Linked DNA regions of Gossypium hirsutum: region 1 is linked to region 2. Evidence: chromatin contacts called from public Hi-C data. All regions are on one chromosome and are shown on one strand. The core of a region is the stretch at or near the end of the contact, and the rest is flanking DNA. Distances in the headings are between cores, read along the strand shown.

Region 1 (4,896 bases), core at 232-2,731, 360 kb before region 2:
GTAAAACCCTTCAATAAAATAATACAAAACCCAGGCTATCTTTCTCTCCCTCTCTCTTGGAGATGATTCCAGGAGATAAAACTATGGACAGCAAGTAGGTTGCAGAGAAATACTTACATCTTGCTCATTAATTCCAAATACATCATAATTCCTTTTCCATATGGGATTTGTCAAAAGCTCATAAGCATACCGAATCTGCAACAAGATGATAAACACCATATACTCATGGAATTACTATATAATTTGACCTCAGCATCTTCAATAATGGCCTACGATGTTCATTTAGCTAAGGCTAAATGTGACTTCATCTAATCATGGAGGAGCAATGTTAAAACTACATGCGATTGTTGCTTTTTCTGCTTGCTTTCTGTGTCTTAGAAAAAGTTACTTAAAAACAAATGGTTGAAAATAAATCATAGTTGATGGTAATTGATTAAAATTTACCAAATGGCAAAGAAGCTACATTAATTCTAGCATAATGGTTGTAAACCGATGGAGTACATCCTCTAAATTCTTCAGAAATATTAGTATTTACTCATGTATGATATGCAATTTTTTTTCTTTTGTACTTCCGCAAGCAAAATGCAAGTAGTGAGGCAGCAAAGAAAGTAACGTAACTATTAATAATTCAAAATGCTAGGAGCAATAAATTGCTAAAAAACAGAATTAACTTCTTCTTATTCTTTTTTTTTTTTTGCAGAAACAAAGAAAACAAATAAGTAAATAAAATTGAAGAAAGAAGTTTAACTAACCGACCTTGATAAATTCAGTGGTAGTAGGAATTTCCAGTCCTGAATTCCTGAAACAATACGATTGAAGACATGCGAACAAGAAATGGTAAAGTCCGAAAACCAACAAATTAATCAAAGCCTGGCAATTCGTATATCCGTGTGATATTCATATATTTTGAAACGTCATAATATATTATATTTCATATTTATTTATTTTGAGATAATCAATATGTTAACCTCTTCAATCTTTTCTTTCAATCTAAAAAAAGATTGTAAAAATTTAAGTAGAAAGAAATTGAAGAATTACCATTTGGATTCAAGATTCTCGTACGCCTCTTTCACTTCTTCCATTGAACAATATGTCTTTAATCCCAAAACTACCACTCATTTAATAAGTTAAAAATCACTATACTTCTTAAACCAAAAAATTCCAGCAACAAAGTCCAATATACTGATAAAAATACGAATATATATACACAGTTGGGACTCACCATCGTAATGAGAAGGGGGAAAGGCACGAGGGAGAAGAACGAGCTGATATAACATGGAAAGAGAGAATAGAACCGCAGGCACCGCATAGGCTTTGATTTTCGTCGCAGAATCTCCGGCCATCGCTCGATTTCGCCGATGATTCCTCTGGTTTCTTCAGAGAGAGACTGAGAGATCACTGCCGAGCAAGCGAGTTTTGAATGTTTGAAGTGCCAAAGCGACAAAGGAAAAAAGTGAAGTACAAAAAGCAAATTCTTTTAGTCGTCGATTACAATTATGTAAACTGCAGTATCTAAGCGGCACGTGAAATTAAACGCGTGGCGTAAGATCATTGGCTAGGATAAAGATTCTGATTAAAGCAGATTTCTTATACATTAAACCAAAATAAGTGAACTCTGGTTGGCTCTAATGCAATAGAATTACGAAAGAATAGAGTTATAATTAGTAATTTAGTTGTTTGATTGAATGAAATGGAATAAAATTATAATGATATTTTTATATTTGATTCAATGAAATGATATTGTAATAATATAAGAAAATAGGCAAAAATAACTAGAGTACCTTTAATAGATTTTTTTAAGTACATAATTATCGTTATTAAATTTTATTAAGATTATAATTAAAATAATAAATAATTTAATCATGTTTTAATATAATTATTACTAAATATAATTAAATAAAAATAAAATTATATAATTTAATAACATTCTTAATATAATTTTTAGTAAAATTTTACCTAAAATATGAATTAATACATATTATAACCCTTAAACTAGATAAATTATTATTTATTTATTTTATTGATACATATTTTGCATATCTAAATTAATTATATTTACAAATAAAATAAGAATATTATGGTAAAAATTAATATCAAGAGATATTTTTATAAATTATATTTCAAATATTAATTTGTTGAAAATTTCTTTTGGGTATTTTGTATATGGTACTATATAAAAATTCATGTATTTATATTTAAAAAAATTATTTTTAAAATTGATTTAACACCCACCTAATTATAAAAAATTTAATCTTTTTTTTATTGTCCCTCTCTCTCATCTTCTTCATCTAATCTTTTCTCTTCTCATCTTCTTCATCATCACTCTTAACCACTCATCTTCTTCATCTAATCTTTTCTCTTAACATGAAATGGAATCAATTACTGACAGTCCACCACCGGTGGCGCCATTGTCCACTATTTCACTTGCTCCAAAAGCCACTAATTTAAGCTTATTCTTTTTTTATCTTCTTGCTTTTTCCCTTTATTTATCTGTTATATGTAAGAAAAATGAGTAAGAAAGCTTCCCTCTCCAAATCACATTTTATAGATCTATTATTAAAAAATGGGTTTTAGTTTTAGTTTTTCTGTTATCTTCTAGAAATTGATTGAGAGTTGAAACTATTGAGAAATAAATCTTTATTCTTTCTTGTTATATTCTAGAAATTGATGGAGAGTAGAAGAGAATTTTACAGATCTATTATTAAGAAACGAGTTTTAGTTTTAATTTTTTTTATCTTCTGGAAATTGGTCAAGAGTTGAAAGTGTTGAGAAAAGAATTTTTATTCTTTCTTATTATGTTCTAGAAATTGATGGAGAGTAGAAGAGAATGAGGAGTAAGATTAAAGTAAAAGCAAGATGGAAACAGAAATGAGTTCTGCAATTTATTTTTGAAGCTTTTGAAAATGTCTGAAAGTGGGTTTGAAAAAATATACTAGGTAAAATTGACTAAAACAAAAATTTTCTATTCCGTGTTGACGTTGAATAGCTATTCTTAATGAATAGAGAAGGAATGGATTCCACTGAATAACTCATTCAATGAACCAAACTATTGAATTACAGTTCTCCATTGAATCTGACGTGAATGGAATGGCTATTCATGCCAACCAAACATGCTGTTAAATCTTGGAGAATGATTGGTTTTCAAGGGTAAACTATATAATTAGTGAATTAATTATTAGTGTGTTTTTATTTTTGTTATTAGTTTTCACTTTCATTACTGACATTTTTCATTCCATTGATTCTATTTTGTTCACCTTTCATTAGATTGTTAGCCAAAATGATAATATGGTATTTTTTTAATTAGTATAATAATACATTTAATACTCAATATTTGAATATTCTATCAATTTGATCTTGATTATATATATTTTAATAATTTTGTCCTTTCACATTTATAAATTCTATTATTTTATTTCTCAAACACATTAAAAATCATAAATTAGACTTATAAACACATCAAAATTTTGTTTGGGGACCAAATTGGGTTAAAACCAAAATTAGACCTAATATTCTGTCAATTTGCTTGATATTTTAAGTAAACACATTAAAATTAACATTCTAAGTTTTCTGTTAGTTTAATGGTATAAAAGGCCCTCACATAATTAAAAAAACAATTAAGTCTCTCTCCAACTTTTTGCACTTAATTGAGCTCTAAACTAACAATTTTAACCAATTAAATCATTTGATTAACATTAACAATTAGAAATTAACAGCAATGCTCATGTGGTTGTTAATGAGTGCCACATCAACTTCATTAGTTGATCTATAGGGACATGTCAAAATAATAAAAAATTTTAAATTTCTCAAAAATTAAAAATAAATCCAAAATGAACTTAGATAATTCATTTAAATTTGAACATTTGTTTCTCTAGTTTCATTTTGAAATTATTAAAATTATAAAAACATAAAAATTATTAAAAATATTTTTAAAACCATTAAATTTACAATTGGACGATAATATTTAAAAAAAACATTTATTTCAATTTATAAGAATTTATTTTTAGAACTAAATTACCAAATAAAGGCCTTTTAAAAATACGAAAATAGGCCGGTATTTTGAAAAATTAAGGGAATATGTCGTTTTTTTATAAAACTCTTCCCGCTAGAGTCATTTTCAGGAAAAAATCAGAAAAGTGCTTCCAGATGGAAGCATTTTTTCCTGTGTTTTTATTAGGGTTTTCTATAAAATTTAGGGATTTATGATTTAGATATTATGGTTTTAGGTTTTTAAGGTTTTAGGGTTAGGGTTCATGGTTTTAATTGATTAAAATTTTAACCTAATAATTGTAATAATTGAATTTGGTATTTAAAATATTCGTATTTACACCAATCGTATATTATTTTTGATTAAAAATCAAAACTCGGAGAATTGAAAAAATAATTTTGACGAGATGGATTCTAAAAAAATATCTCGGGAATCCCGAGATATCAGAAACGTTTCTGAAAAATTGCCTTGGATACTGGGGTCGAAATTTGTAGAGAAAAAACACTCCAAGCAGGACGCAAGACAGTACAAAAAAGGACGTCTAGCTTAAAGCATTTTCAGTATTGCTGCTGGCAGTGCGTCCTGCTTGGAGCGTTTTTTCTCTACAAATTTCAACCCCTACTATTAGGAGCATTTTTCAGAAACATATAGGATGTTATCCTTTGGGCTATAAATGACCTATATTTCAGCCTCTGGTGGCATAAAACGTGGAAATAAAATTTGAAGAAGTTCAAAAGAATAAAAGTTCGTAGAAAAAGCATAAGTTGAAGCAACAATACTGTTTGTATAAAAAGTAAACATAAGCATTGATATTTTGTATTAATATTTATCCGAAGCATTATATTTTTTGCATAATATTTTTGTTCGAACTTCTCTCGACAGGTAATTTGGTTAAAAATGAGTGGATGAAT
Region 2 (4,644 bases), core at 1,704-4,203:
CTTGCCGACCCTACAGTAGGTCTAGTCGACTTGGACGACTCGAGCAACCTTATAGAGTATTTCAGAAAAATGGGCTCACACACCCATGTGGCCTGCCCGTGTAGGTCAACATGCCCATGTGGCCCACAGATCTAATTTGGCTGTGGCTATGTGGATCACACGGCCTGGCCCAGAATCCCACACGCCCGTGTGGCCCACATGGCCCAATTGCTCGAACTCATGTCTCGCACACGGCCTCGTCAGTCCTCACACGGCCTTATCATGTGTCTATGTCACGCGCCCATAGCCTGGTTTGTCAATCACACGCCCGGTGCTGCCACACGCCCTACCGCACAGGCGACCATACGTCGGTGTGGCGTCGACAGTTTCATTTTTTAGCGTTCGTCGATTCTTGTTTTCTGTGTTTTCGGGTACACACCTGTATCATTTTCGATGCCTAATCACTCTCGAGCACTCCAGTACCTAAAATTGGTCATTGGAAACACCAAATTAGACTTTTAAAAATTAACTAAAATCGAATCCATAATGAGTTATTCACCCCTCAAGTAACAACCCCTTACCTTCGATCGAACAACGACAACACCCGTGAATCTAAGTTCCCGATGAGCGACTCTGGGCCTCTAATTCTTCACCTAATCGACATCAACGATACTCATCAATGACAAAATTAATGAATGGAAAGAAAACCATCCTAACAAAACTTACTGAATCAAGACGTAAACAACGTAGCACAAGTGAAAGAGACGAGTTGAAAGGTAAACGAACAAGTGCAAAAAGAAAAAAGAGGGCAAAATTTCGACAATTAGTGTGGAGAGGGAATTTTCACGTCAAAACTTTTTTTGGGAAAAAGAAGAAAGAAGAAAATTTGAAGAACAAATAGGAGATGTGATACACGTCCCTAATTTCTCTCCCACTAACACCACAACTTAGAATTCAACTTCCACCCAAACTCTCTCCGAACTGTGCCCAAAAATAAAACTCCATTGCTCACGTAGGGATTCAAGCTCAAGACTTCTAACACACTAACACACATTTTAACCACCAGACCAGCAGGCCAATTTGGATATGAACTTACATACAATTAAACTTAAGCCTACTAAACAAGGTTAAGGCTTTATTCAGAAAAATACCAAAATTTGCCCAAAATAGGACTTGAACTTGAAACTTCACACACACACCCAAAACACTTAACCACTGTAGCAGATGCACATTTGTGTTACAATTCACAAAACCAAAATATAACATTTTTGGGGCGTTACATAAATACCCCTATTCCCTTCCTCATTTCACACAACTCACATCCTACATATTCTTCACCTTTCTCTCTTCTATTTCCTTCATTGTTTTCCCATTTTCTTGCCATCTTCCTTTGGTGATTTCCACTCTTGAAAGAGAGCTTGCATCTCCCTTGGAGTAGCAACATTTAAATGTTAGTTAAGGCCTTGAATCGACAGAACGAGCTGTGAAGATGATGAGGACACTAGTCTGGCTTCGGAGAAACACCAAGATTTGTTTCCTAGTTCTGCTCTTCTCTTTAATTTTTCTCGTTTATGTTGTGATTATGAACATGAATATTTGTTGTGTTGTTGTTCTTGATTTAATTAAAATGGCTTAGATTTAATTCAAATGGTTTAGTTAACAAAATACCAAGTTGTCGTGAAATTATTTATAACAACATGAACATGGGCTTAGTAATTCTAAGTTAAGGAATGTAATTGATTTAATACATTTATGTCATATTGATTAAACTCATTTTCAGAAATCGTGTATTGGAACATTTTTACTTTTTATTTGTCTTAGTTAATTTTTAGTTTTATAAAAACTTCTTCAAATCAATATATTTTTCTTTCACCAAATTGCTTAAAGTTGTATTTCATAAATATTTTCTTTCACAGTCCTTATGGGTATGATAACTCGACATTTACTTGTCACTTTATTACTTGTTAGTGATTGTGTACACTTGCAAAATTTCGTCGTTCTAGCTATTCATACATTGGCGAATCTAGCTCCTACACAACTACATGCTCACCAAGACTGTGAGCTCACCATATTTGCCAGCTTATCAATAGTGCGAACTGCGAGGTCATCAAAACTGCGAGCTCACCAAATATGCGAGCTCACCAAGCTTGAAAGCTCTCCAAGTTTCAAGATTTATCAAGTTGTAGTATTTTATTATTATATTCAGCTTATTTAAGCGTAGATGTTTATGTAAATTAATATGTTGAAATGAAAAATAAAAAAATTATAATCCAAACACTTCTCTATTTTATTGTATCGCTTTCTGTTTCAATCTTTCCTTCATCAAATATCCAACATACACAACAAACAAATAATCGAATAAAAACAAGATTAATCAAAAGAAGTGGTCGGTTGGAGTCTTGGACAGATAACCTACACCTTAATATGTTTGTTGCTTTTTTCCTATTTTTCGTCCCTACCTAAAAACTAGGATTGATTTGCAGCAGGTAAACATTTGGCAGTTTTGATTTTCCTTTGAGTTCACATGAAAATATTCCAAGAAATATTAGGGTTAATATTATTTTGGGTTTGAATTTCACAAAATGTTTTTATGTTGAGTTTGAAATTTTTTAATTTAGATTAATGTTTTATATTTTTGGAAAAAAGGCCATGTTCTAATGTGAGACAATTATTAAATTTCAAGTTAAATTTAGATAAAAAAAGTATTTCAATTTTAGTGTGGGATAATTGTTAAGTTAAAGTCTAAAAATTAGATTATGATGAACTATTATTGTTTTAGTTAAGATTGCATGTAATTGAGAAAGAATTGCAAAGGTTAAAACACGACATAAAATATAATATGATATTAGAAAAATAATACAAATTGAGTTGTTCTCATATTTTATCACTACTGTTGATTAAATATATATTTTTCAAAACCATTATTTTATAATAAATTTAATAATAAAAGTGACCCACTAATCGGATCAGGCCGAGATTTGACATGATTTTTTTTTTTTTTAAAACGGATCGTGACCCGACCGGGCCGAGTAAGAATGGATGCAAATGAGTGCCTTATCTACTTAACCCTTCACTCACATAACTAAAGTACCAAAAATCCATAACTTTTGGAGGAAAAAAAAGAAAAAAGAACTACCACATTCTACAAGCCAAATATGAGCTTCACCATTTTAAAACCATGGATTCACTGTAGTTATCTTCAACCTACCAAATTCGGCAACTACCCATTTTCAAGCAGCACCAGGCTTTTCAACAATGGCTGCCAGCAGGTAAGTAGTTTGGTGAGTGATTTGATTTGCAGGGATGTTACTGCAGTACCAGCTTGAAATTTGTGATGTATATACATATAGATTGATGAAGGCAACAAGAGTAAAAGAAGGGGAGCTTTTGTTAAAGTTAATGCTCTACCAGATTGGCCTCTAATGGCAGTTTTAGTTCATCATGTTCAACAACTTGATGCCCAAAGAGAAATTATAACCAATAAATCTATTTGGCATCTTAGTGATGAAGCCATTAAAAAAGTTTGTAAGTGTTTTTCCATCAATTCATTCATTCATTCAAATTGGTCAACGATTTACGTATTGAAGCTATATGATGAAATGCTGAAGAATTTTCCTTTGGTCCTTTTTTGCTTTGTAGATGCTTTCTACATTATGTTCACTTGCTGGGGATGTTTGTTTTTTGGGTCCACCAAGGTATAATCATATGTCCATTGATTTTGTTCGCTATAATTGATATATAATGGGTGGCTTTCTTTTGATTTGAGCTTTGAAGTATCTGATTTAGAACATTCATTGTATAGGATCCATACTATGATTCTGAAGTATACAGGAAAGATGGAGGTGATGGTACTGGACATTGGGTTTATGAGAAGGTTAATTACATCCCTTAATTTCCTCATCTATATCATATCTATACTGTTATTTAAGATTTTAACTAAGTTGTTGTCACGAGTAAATCAGTAACTAATTCGATTAAAGAATTACAAGAATATCTTTCTATAATTAAAATAAATTATATTATTCGAAGGTATTTTAATCTTTTAATTAAAAAACCAATCAAAATATACATATAATAAAACTAGAACCCCTGTAAATTGTATTGATAAAATTTAAATTAACCAATTAACTAAAGCTTTGTTTTAATAACTTTTATACATTTTCATTTTAATACCCATATTTTATTACCTCCATCAATTGTATATATACACTATATAAGGTACAATCAACTCATTTGTAAAATTACTAAATTATCATTATTTTAAAAAATAACAAATGTTATTCTAAGGATTTTTTTGGTCTCTTGATACTTTTATAATATTCCAAATGAAATAACTGTAAAATATTGTTTGTGAAATGAACACAAGCTCAACAAATTTAAATAAATATCTCTTATCACTCCATTAATTATTTATTAAAATAAATTTATAAATATACTTTTTAATATTTGATATTTGCAGTCACAACATTGTGGATGTGATAAATTATAGTATTATTGATTGGTTGCGGAAAAAAAGAAGCCTCGGTTGGGGAATAAGGGAAGGATGTACATGCATGAACCCACCAATTGAATTGAATTAAGCGCCGGATTCATTTCTTTGACATTAAATTAGTCTAAAATCAATCTCGAAACACCAATTTCTAAATCTTACCAAAGTTGAAGTAC

Evidence for each region. Hi-C and Micro-C count contacts between places; a contact is called where the count stands out from the background.
Region 1: a Hi-C map of leaf shows a contact between it and region 2, with 2.6 times the contacts expected there. The contact joins the promoter of LOC107948596 here to the promoter of LOC107886148 in region 2. A contact is called at or near these places in 2 of 34 Hi-C or Micro-C datasets (both in leaf).

What each region holds. Positions count from the first base shown.
Region 1 is chrA03:18,624,844-18,629,739 of Gossypium_hirsutum_v2.1, reverse strand. It overlaps LOC107948596, which reads right to left and starts at 1,481. Exons shown (of 20, transcript XM_016883210.2): 1 at 1,223-1,481; 2 at 1,039-1,108; 3 at 757-799; 4 at 118-195. The coding sequence starts at 1,343.
Region 2 is chrA03:18,267,742-18,272,385 of Gossypium_hirsutum_v2.1, reverse strand. It overlaps LOC107886148 (photosynthetic NDH subunit of subcomplex B 4, chloroplastic), which reads left to right and starts at 2,953. Exons shown (of 5, transcript XM_016809991.2): 1 at 2,953-3,248; 2 at 3,330-3,504; 3 at 3,619-3,674; 4 at 3,782-3,853. The coding sequence starts at 3,135.